2 separate regions of the Danio rerio genome follow, and region 1 is linked to region 2. The links are chromatin contacts, called in public HiCAR-type maps. All regions are on one chromosome and are shown on one strand. The core of a region is the stretch at or near the end of the contact, and the rest is flanking DNA. Distances in the headings are between cores, read along the strand shown.

Region 1 (4,648 bases), core at 2,107-4,606, 46 kb after region 2:
TAAAGAACATTATATTTATCTAAAGAACTACTTTTCCATCGATAAAGATCGTTTTTATTATTTCTATGGATGGTAAAAGTTGTTTATGGAACTATTAAGGTGTGACAAACATCTGCTCAAAGACCTGCTAAGATCAATAAAAGCTCTAGAACAAAAGACCATTGCGGTAAAACAATAATATAGTATAAATATACGCCCTAAAACTATTCCTGGAAATCTGCCATTGTTCACGAAGCATGGAGCTTATTAATACATGCACTTCAGCATATGATGCAGCAGTCATATAATATTGATTTAAATGATTTCATAATGATATATATATATATATATATATATATATATATATATATATATATATATATATATATATATATATATATATATATATATATATATATATATATATATATATATATATAAAACATATGATATAGGGGCTACACGGTGGCTCAGTCACCTCACATCAGGAAGGTTGTTTGTTCGAGTCCCTACTGGACCAGTTGATATTTTTGAGTGGAGTTTGCATGTTCTCCATGTGTTCCCATCCTCCTGGTGCTCCGGTTTCCCCCACAGTCCAAACACTGTGAATAAACTAAATTGCCCTTAGTGTATGAGTGTGTGTGTGAATGAGGGAGTGTGTGGGTGTTTCCCAGAACTGGGTTGTGACTGGAAGGGCATCAACTGCATAAATCAAATAGTTGGTGGTTCATTCTGCGGTGGTGACCTCTCATAATTCAAAGACTAGGGAAGGAAAGCAGAGACTAAGGAAGTAAGCCGAAAGAAAATGAACGACTATGGATGAACATATGATATAGGCAATGTATTTGGTTCATTTAAACAAAACAGATTTATTAAACAGATATATTTATTAAAATTATATTTTAGTCACCAAACATATTTAGAAATTGAAAGATAATATAATTAAATTCTAACTAAATATTGCAAAAATAAATAACAACCTACAACATTTCAACTAAACTTTTTTTTCCTTCTCTTTTTTAAAATTTTGTATTTAATATTTTTCTATAACATAAATTTGGGTGTGCTAGTTTTTGGACCATTATCACAAGTTATTTTGTTAAATGAGCTCCAGATTTGGCTTCAGTACTGACTTATCTAATGTATATGCACAAATATAATATTGTATAGCTTCCTATTAAAATATGAATTTAAAAGAGAGATTTCTGTGTGAGGGGTGTACCTATATATGCTGAGCACTGTACAACACATGATATTTATTAGCCATGTTTTAAATAGTTTTACCTCTCCACCTTCTCATCAAAAGCATGGTGCATAAAGGTTTCATCTGATACTAACATGACCTGCTGGTTGCAAATATCAGCTTATTGCTTATAATAACATCTTAGGTATTTGCAATTAAAAAGTTGATAATAAAAGGTAATGTGTAGGTAGTGGTGATCTCAGATGCAGTCATCATGTTGCTGAAGGGCAGAGATGAGAGGTAAACATGAGTGGGGAAAAATAAGTGTGTGGTAAGAGTGTGGAGATGTGGTTACAAACAGGGTATGTTAATTAGGGCTGCACGATTTAGGAAAAATCTAACATTGTGTGATTTATTTATTCTGTAATAGATATTGCTATATAAATACAATTTTACCAGATGACTTGCATAACTACTTGGAAATAATTTATAATTAAAGATTGATAATTCTGGATGAGTGCATTTGCATAAAATATACCAAACAATGTACAAGCATAAATAATAAAAAAAAATTATAAATTAAATAAACACTGCTTTATTCTTTTCTCTCTAACTGTATACAGTATTTAAATAATGTATAATAATACTGCATAGTCAATAAAAATAATTGTTATACATTTTATGAAGTTACAAATGGAACAGTTTATGTCTGAATGCTTTTAAAATCCTCATACTGTCACAGGCCTTAAAAAACACTTGCAAAACGATCATTTATAATGCAGACTCAACATTGCATATTCTGCGTTTTGTCTATTGCGAATGCTCATGTTTTGATATCGGTACTGAAATGATATATTGTGCAGCATAATGTTGATTATAAGAAAAAAAATATGGTAGACCTCTTTAAACATTAGTAAAACATATAATACTGTATCACATACAGTACATGATTGCAGTTTGTTGGAAATAATTTTTAAATGTGCAATATTGTGTAGACTGACATTACGTTTTCAACACAGCAACAAGTTTTCAAAAGGCATGTAAGCTATAAAGAAAATAGATAGCTTCATATTCATGATTATTCATATGTCCTTACTGTACTTTAATAAAGCTGAATGTCACATTAGTTTAAATTAAAATGTTAAAATATTTAATTTAATAAATTACAATAACAACAAACACTGACTTAATTAAAATATAATTTTTACTTTATATTGTGAATTATTACAATACAACAGGATTAAATCCTATTCTGAAAACGTGTTTTAGTTTTTAAAGTGAATTATAATGAACATTAAAGTGCTGCAGGTAGAATCAACCGAACCACAACCGCCTCCAAAAAGAAACCAAAACAAATGTTGCCTCATAGTAAACATTTAAACAAACTATACCATCATTTTGCATGAGTCCTTGAATAAAATGATGCATTTATAGCACAATCTTTCCCAAAAACAGGTCAAAAACAACCAAAGAACACACCAAAACTTCACACTAATAACTCAATTCATAACATATATCATGTAGGCTAAATCAATTCACACATCATCCAAAGTACACAGTCAAAGAAAACAAATGTATTGATTCATTTATTTGACATTTCACATTATTAGAGTAGAAAACAAGTTAATGGCTGTGACTGCGTTTACTTTATGTGTGGTTAAAAAAAAAAGTACTTCAAGTAACTTTTAAAAACACACTTGTCCTGAAGTAAGACAAAACTCACCAAGCCTCCGCAGCGGATCGTGAGTTTTCGACTCCACCGATTTGGACTCAGTCTGAACGGTCTCGGGATTCTTCTTTCTCCCCAGCATGTTGAATAATCCCCTGGTTCCAGGCAGTACGGCTTAAAACCGTCTTGAACCGAGAATTAAACGTGAAGAAGTCCAGAAGTATCGCTGCAGTGTGTCTGTCTGTCAGTCGGTCGGTCAGTGTATGTGAATCTGTGCACGGCTGCTAGTGTGACGCCTGTCGCAACACTTGACGTTTCTAAACACGCAGTGCGAGAAACTTGAGTAGATATTCATTCCTCTGCAGCTGAGCAGTCATTCACCCGCTCTCTGACACTTTCACCATATCACAGCCTCAGCAAACTATCTGAATACAGAAGCAGATGGTGTAATTGTGTGGTTAGTTTTATTTTTAGGCTGTATAATCTAGCTCTCCGTCGATGATCGGGTGTCACAAAATATAGAAACTGTTGCGATAAAAAAGTTTAAATGCAGGACATGAACTTGTCACAGGCTTGTGACTTGTTTGGACTCCGCCTGTTGGGTTTATTCATGAAGGTGTTACGAGTTTTTTGGTTTCTGAGATTTTCGGTGTCAGTGGGCGGATATGAATATTCAAGTTTCACGGACATGCGCGTGGTAATGAGAATTTTAGTTCACTCCTTCAATCTCATCAGACATATATTCCTATGGAATAATAATAATAATAATTATATATATATATATATATATATATATATATATATATATATATATATATATATATATATATATATATATATATATATATATATATATATACGTATTACGTTAGTAAGTATTCTTATATGTGGATGCAAATTTTGTCATTATTTACTCATTCTCCACTTAATTCCAAGGTGCTTGAGTTTCTTTCATTATCTTGAACAAAAAGGTAGAAATATTAAAGAATGTTAGACATTAATGTTAGAATGTTAGAGACATAATGATAGTGAATATTCCATATTCTATAACATATTTTTTGGTCTTGTGTTCAAATTCAGAATTTTTGGTTTGAAATTTTTCAGTTCTTTGCTAAAGTTTACATTTGTGTTTTACTTCCTGACCCAATGATAGCAATTTTTGGCTGGTAAGATTTTCTCTTGTTTTATGCTTTATTTTACATTTTGCACAGATTAGTGTTTCATGATGAGTTTGTGTGTGAATAAGTGTGTATTGGTATTTCCCAGCTTTGGGTTGCGGCTTGAAGGGCATCCGCTGCGTAAAACATATGCTGGATAAGTTGGCAGTTCATTCCGCTGTGGCAACCCCAACTTTGTTGTAGTTTTTCTTTAACAAAATTAAGAACCAAACAAACAAATCCTAATCTTGCACTTTTGAATGGTAAAATTAAGAGATATCAAGAACCAGAATCAAGATTGTAAGTCTCATACTTCTTTACAAGAATTTTCATGTAATTTTTTACAGCAAACTCAATAAAGATTCTACTCAAAAAGTGTCTTTACTGATTCTACTCAAAATTCAAAGAATTTATTTGACTTATTCTACATTCTGACTTTAATTTACAAACATAAAAACAAAATGTTACTACATGGTTCTGAATGTCCACACCAACTCATAAATACCAAAAAAGAAGGTATTTCAAGTCAAAGTGTCTTTAACTGAGGCCCAATTATGAACATCCATGTTTATGAAACTTTGTGACATGAACATGTAAGCTACAAGAACAAAATATTGTGTTTACAGATGAAATGCCATCATTGTGCACACATAGTAAAAG
Region 2 (4,633 bases), core at 967-3,466:
TCACCTAGGTATATCCAGGTTTTCGTTGTACGGCAACTTTAAAAGCACTATTTTTAGAGTAAACTAAATCTGGTTTAATTAAACCTGTTAACTCAGTTTTTATATTAGAAACAAATATTCGTTCTGGAAAAACTGAAGGTTCCGCTGAATCTGAGATTCAAAATTACAGAAAATCTAATGACTGAAATATGCATCATTTTTTCACAGTAGCTCATTATGCAATTTAATTCACACTAGAACTACACGAGAGTCGAGCTGCAATGGGACGACTTACAAAGAGTCGCACAACTAATCCTATTAATGTCCATGGAGGAAGAGAGGTGACTGCCACAGCTACATTTGTTAATGGGGGACAGATGGTCCATCACATGACCTGCAGAAAAAGCATGTTTTGTATGTTCGAGAGGATGTGGACTATTGCACAAAGATGCCGAATAAACTAGCACCCCTGTGACTATTGCCTTAACAGCCACGTATACCTGTTAAAAGAGCAATAAGTGTGAGCTGCAAAGCAGGATGTTTTATAACATAATGGGCAATTTATTGTAGATTTAAATGATTGATGTAAATTATGACTGAGGAGGTTTGTTTTTCAGCTAACAATGTTGAGACGTCAGAAACAAGTTATTAAGATTTCACTGCATCTAAAGTTTGATGTTAATATAGAGAAAAACACTTAAAAATATTTGATTTAAAAAGAAGAAAATTATTACTTTTATTTGATGCCCAAAAATTAGCCTGCAATGTACAACCAAACAATGTATAACACGTTTCTTTTATTGCAATTAAATATGCAGAAATTTACTAATATTTCCATAACAAAAATCTGAAATCTAATTATAAATATATATATATATATATATATATATATATATATATATATATATATATATAAACTTAATAAAAATACTGTTAGAATTTTTAGACAGTAAAAATCTTTGTTTTTAAGAAAATGTTTTTAAGACATATCATATTTATTCTACAGACCAGTTGTGACATTTAAAGCTATTTTGGATGGTTTTGCTACACTAATCGGAAAGAAGACAAAATATATTAAAACAAAACAGAACCTAAAACTCACTGGAGAGTAAAATATAATGGTTTTGCCTGCAGTAGCATTGCTGAAAGAGGCATCTGTATTACAAAATCCCTCATAGCGTTCACAAGGTCTTATGTTTATTCAGTATCCTATTTGGTCTCGATGCACTTTCAATTGTACCTCATAAGACAACAAACCGATCAAAGACTTAATTTAAATACCAATGAATTAAACTACAATGCATGTGTAATGAAAAATATCATCAATATAACACCAGAAACCCCAGATTATTTAAATTAAGCGCATAATGACTGAACGGATAGCGTTACGTGATCTTCGGCACACATCACTTCACTATAACTCAATATCTCACTACTTCTTGTGTCTGATTCATTCGAGAATGTTCCTGTACACGACCTTGAGCAACTGCATAAGATTTATTAACGCACGTAATTTTTATTCTGTTTTGTTTATTTGTTTGAGCAGATGAGCTGTTTGCTACTGAAAGAGAAACTCCTTCACTGAACACGCCTGGATGTTGGGAAACCATGAACCTTTAATAAAAAAGTTTAACGATGCTACTAGCAGCCGTCAGGCTAACTAAATCACGCCAAGCCAAGGGTTAGTGACAGTAAATCCATTTTACATGATAATACCTAGTGGTGATAAAGGCCTGCAGGATTATGTTTGAACGCAATTTTTAGAGGCGATCTATACATATTGTACAGTTTATAAATGGCAGCTTTGAATATAACAGTTTATTCGTTTTTATGCACGAAATTTTGAGTAGGCTGTTTATACACCTCATACAAATGCCAAAGATCCTATGAAACCTGGCTATACCGAACCGTCCTCATGCATGATTGACGGCGCCTGGCCCAATCGTGTTCGAGAACCGTCTGTCAATAAAGGCAGTGAACCAATAGCGTTGGACCAGGAGGCGGGCCGACATGCTGTACGCGTGCCTCAGCTTGGCCGAACAAGGGCCCTGTCTTTTCGTAACGTGAGGAGGACTAATTTACATTTGAGAGCTAACAATAAAATACATGCACGCTCACCCGTCATCGGAGTGATGCTCTTCATTTTCACAATTGCTGCAGTGTCCATGATCCTCTTCTACCTCCTCTTCTTTCTCTGGCAGCGGTGCTGTCTCATTCTCATCCGCCATGTTTAACCAGGAAGTGAGGATCTCGCCCTGCGCTCTCACACCCCGCAAAACCATTGGTGGACTGCCGCAAAGCCCGACGGTATGCGTAGTTTATAGCAATGAGCCCCAAGTAACCCAACTCAGTCACTCGATTTCGGCTTTTCACCCTCTTTTATCAGGGGTCACCAAAGAGGAATGAACGCCAGGAGCAAGAACCAGTTGTGTACATTTTACCCTAACATAAATGCGGATGGGTGTAAGTTAGCTGTTAGCACAAATAAGGAGTGGAACTATCGGTTTTCATTTAACGTTAATTTCGTTTTCATTAACTGTTTTCGTTTTCATTGTCTGTCTAACGTTATATGTCTGTCAGTCTGTCTTTCTATGTCTGTCTATCGACATCTATCTGTTTGTCAATTTTAACAGTGCACAATTGTAAACCTTACTGTAAATTCGGTTGTCTTTTTAATGTCTATTTCTACAACAAAGATGCAACATTTTAGCAGTAAATAAAACACACATTTGGTACAATTAGCTTTGCACATTTATAAAACGTAGGCATGCTTTTAAAAGGCACTACATCTTTGCAATACCAATAAAAACAATTAAAAAGCACAATCAGGATTAATTCACAGATTTCCACATTTTTAAAACTACCCAAGCAAAAAGAAATCAAATGAATTAGTTTTTTTTTCTTAAGAGGTAATGTTGTCTGCTGCTGATAATACAAAGTAAATACTAAACATTGAGTCAATTAATTTACTGATTATCTATTTCAAAATAGTCTAGAAAAATTGTGTTTTCCTAAAAAATAAATTCACATTCACACACACATATACAGTACTGTATGAACAACAAGACATTAAGATCAAAAGATGATCTGGTTTCTACTAAGAAACTGAACATTTACAATTAAACTTGTTTGTAGAGAAACAGTTAATATCATATTATAACATTTAATTAAATATTATAGCCTAGTACAAAATACAGATCTTTATTATCTGAACCATGAGTTACCATAATTTAACAAACCTGCCATTAAATGACGTATAGAATGGCAAGTGCTATAGTTGCCTCTAAATCATCAAATTAGCACTAGACAAATATAATTTGACCAGTTTTGGAGATCTTAGGATAACGGACTTTGCTAATGCTTGTAATGCATTGTTAATGCTGTAGTTTAATGATAAACCCTTCTGTTTTTTCAACCACTGTTAAACACAGACTTCATAATTGGATGTTGTTATTTAAAGTATCTAGCTAAATTACTTTATAGAATAATCTGATTATTCTGCTGAGTTACTGATGTTGTTTAAATCAATGAAAACATACTTGCATACAAAAATAAACCAGTCATGACCCTTACTAAACAATCCTGACACTTTCCAAGCTTTCAATGTCTCCTCAAAATCTCTTTTTTTAATTTTTGTCAAATAATAATTAAGTATATGAACTCACAAAATGACAAAAGACTAATTTCTGTGTTCACATAAGTCTTAACACTACTTTAAGGCACGTTTACACTAGTGTGTTCTCATTTTAAAACCGTGTACAGCCTAAAACGCATGATGCATGATTACTGACGCTCATTAGGCATGCGCATAACTTTGCCAGCATTCAGACTTGCAGTCTACCGGTGGTGTAATGGTCAGAAGGGGTTGTGAACTGAAGTAACAGTACGCTATAGTGTTGTTTAAGGATAAAATGTGGCTAACTGCAAACAAAATAAAAGTATGTGTGTGCTGTGCACACACATACATGTACATGATTAAAAATATTTACATATAGATTAACATTTAGATAGAATTATAAATATATATAAATAAACACTTTCTATACTTGTATATTCACATACATGGATGTGTGTATTTATACACAATAAATATACACAATATACAATTATGTAAAGGCAAACTTTACAAAAACAAGCAAAGTTTTGTGGAATTTGTGGAAAAAAAGTTACTGTTTTGAACAATGTCTTTCTTTGATCTTTATGACCAAAATGACAAAATATTTTAAGGTTTTCACTGCCAAAAGAAAAAAAACACGAGAATGTAAGCGTACCTGCGTGTCTGTTGACATCACATGCTGAAGCTTTAATTCAGTGAATACTGCATACTTTTAATAATCCAGAGTTTAAGTCAAATTCAAAAATGTTCTGTAGCTATGTTTCCTTCCACCTATTTTTATGCGCATCTTGGAGATGCTCATAAAAAATGGTTGATGAAACCACCATGAAGCGCATAAATTTTGAAAGTGCACATAAAAAACATATGCACGTAACTGAGTAGGATAAACTTTTTATTTAACAGAGAAAAGATGTATGAAAATTCCAGTATGCGCATAAAAAATAAATTTATATAATAAATAAATAATGTGATTTTGTTATAAGAGATCATGTGATGATAAAAATGTGTGTGAATGAACAAACTAGCAGCCTAAGCACA

Evidence for each region. HiCAR-type assays count read pairs that join an accessible place to other places.
Region 1: a contact with region 2 is called in a HiCAR-type map of caudal fin, with 3 times the contacts expected there. The contact joins the promoter of plcd3a here to the promoter of nmt1a in region 2. A contact is called at or near these places in 3 of 18 Hi-C or Micro-C datasets (caudal fin, hematopoietic stem cells and an unstated tissue) and 1 of 4 datasets of contacts at active chromatin or transcription factors (caudal fin).

Annotation. Positions count from the first base shown.
Region 1 is chr3:38,246,968-38,251,615 of GRCz12tu, forward strand. plcd3a (phospholipase C, delta 3a) reads right to left here and starts at 3,357. Exons shown (of 15, transcript NM_001099423.1): 1 at 2,886-3,357. The coding sequence starts at 2,973.
Region 2 is chr3:38,202,431-38,207,063 of GRCz12tu, forward strand. nmt1a (N-myristoyltransferase 1a) reads right to left here and starts at 2,217. Exons shown (of 12, transcript NM_001020480.1): 1 at 2,098-2,217. The coding sequence starts at 2,207. It overlaps plcd3a (phospholipase C, delta 3a), which reads right to left. Exons shown (of 15, transcript NM_001099423.1): 15 at 2,633-4,633. LOC141381252 (a long non-coding RNA gene) reads left to right here and starts at 1,970. Exons shown (of 2, transcript XR_012401145.1): 1 at 1,970-2,442.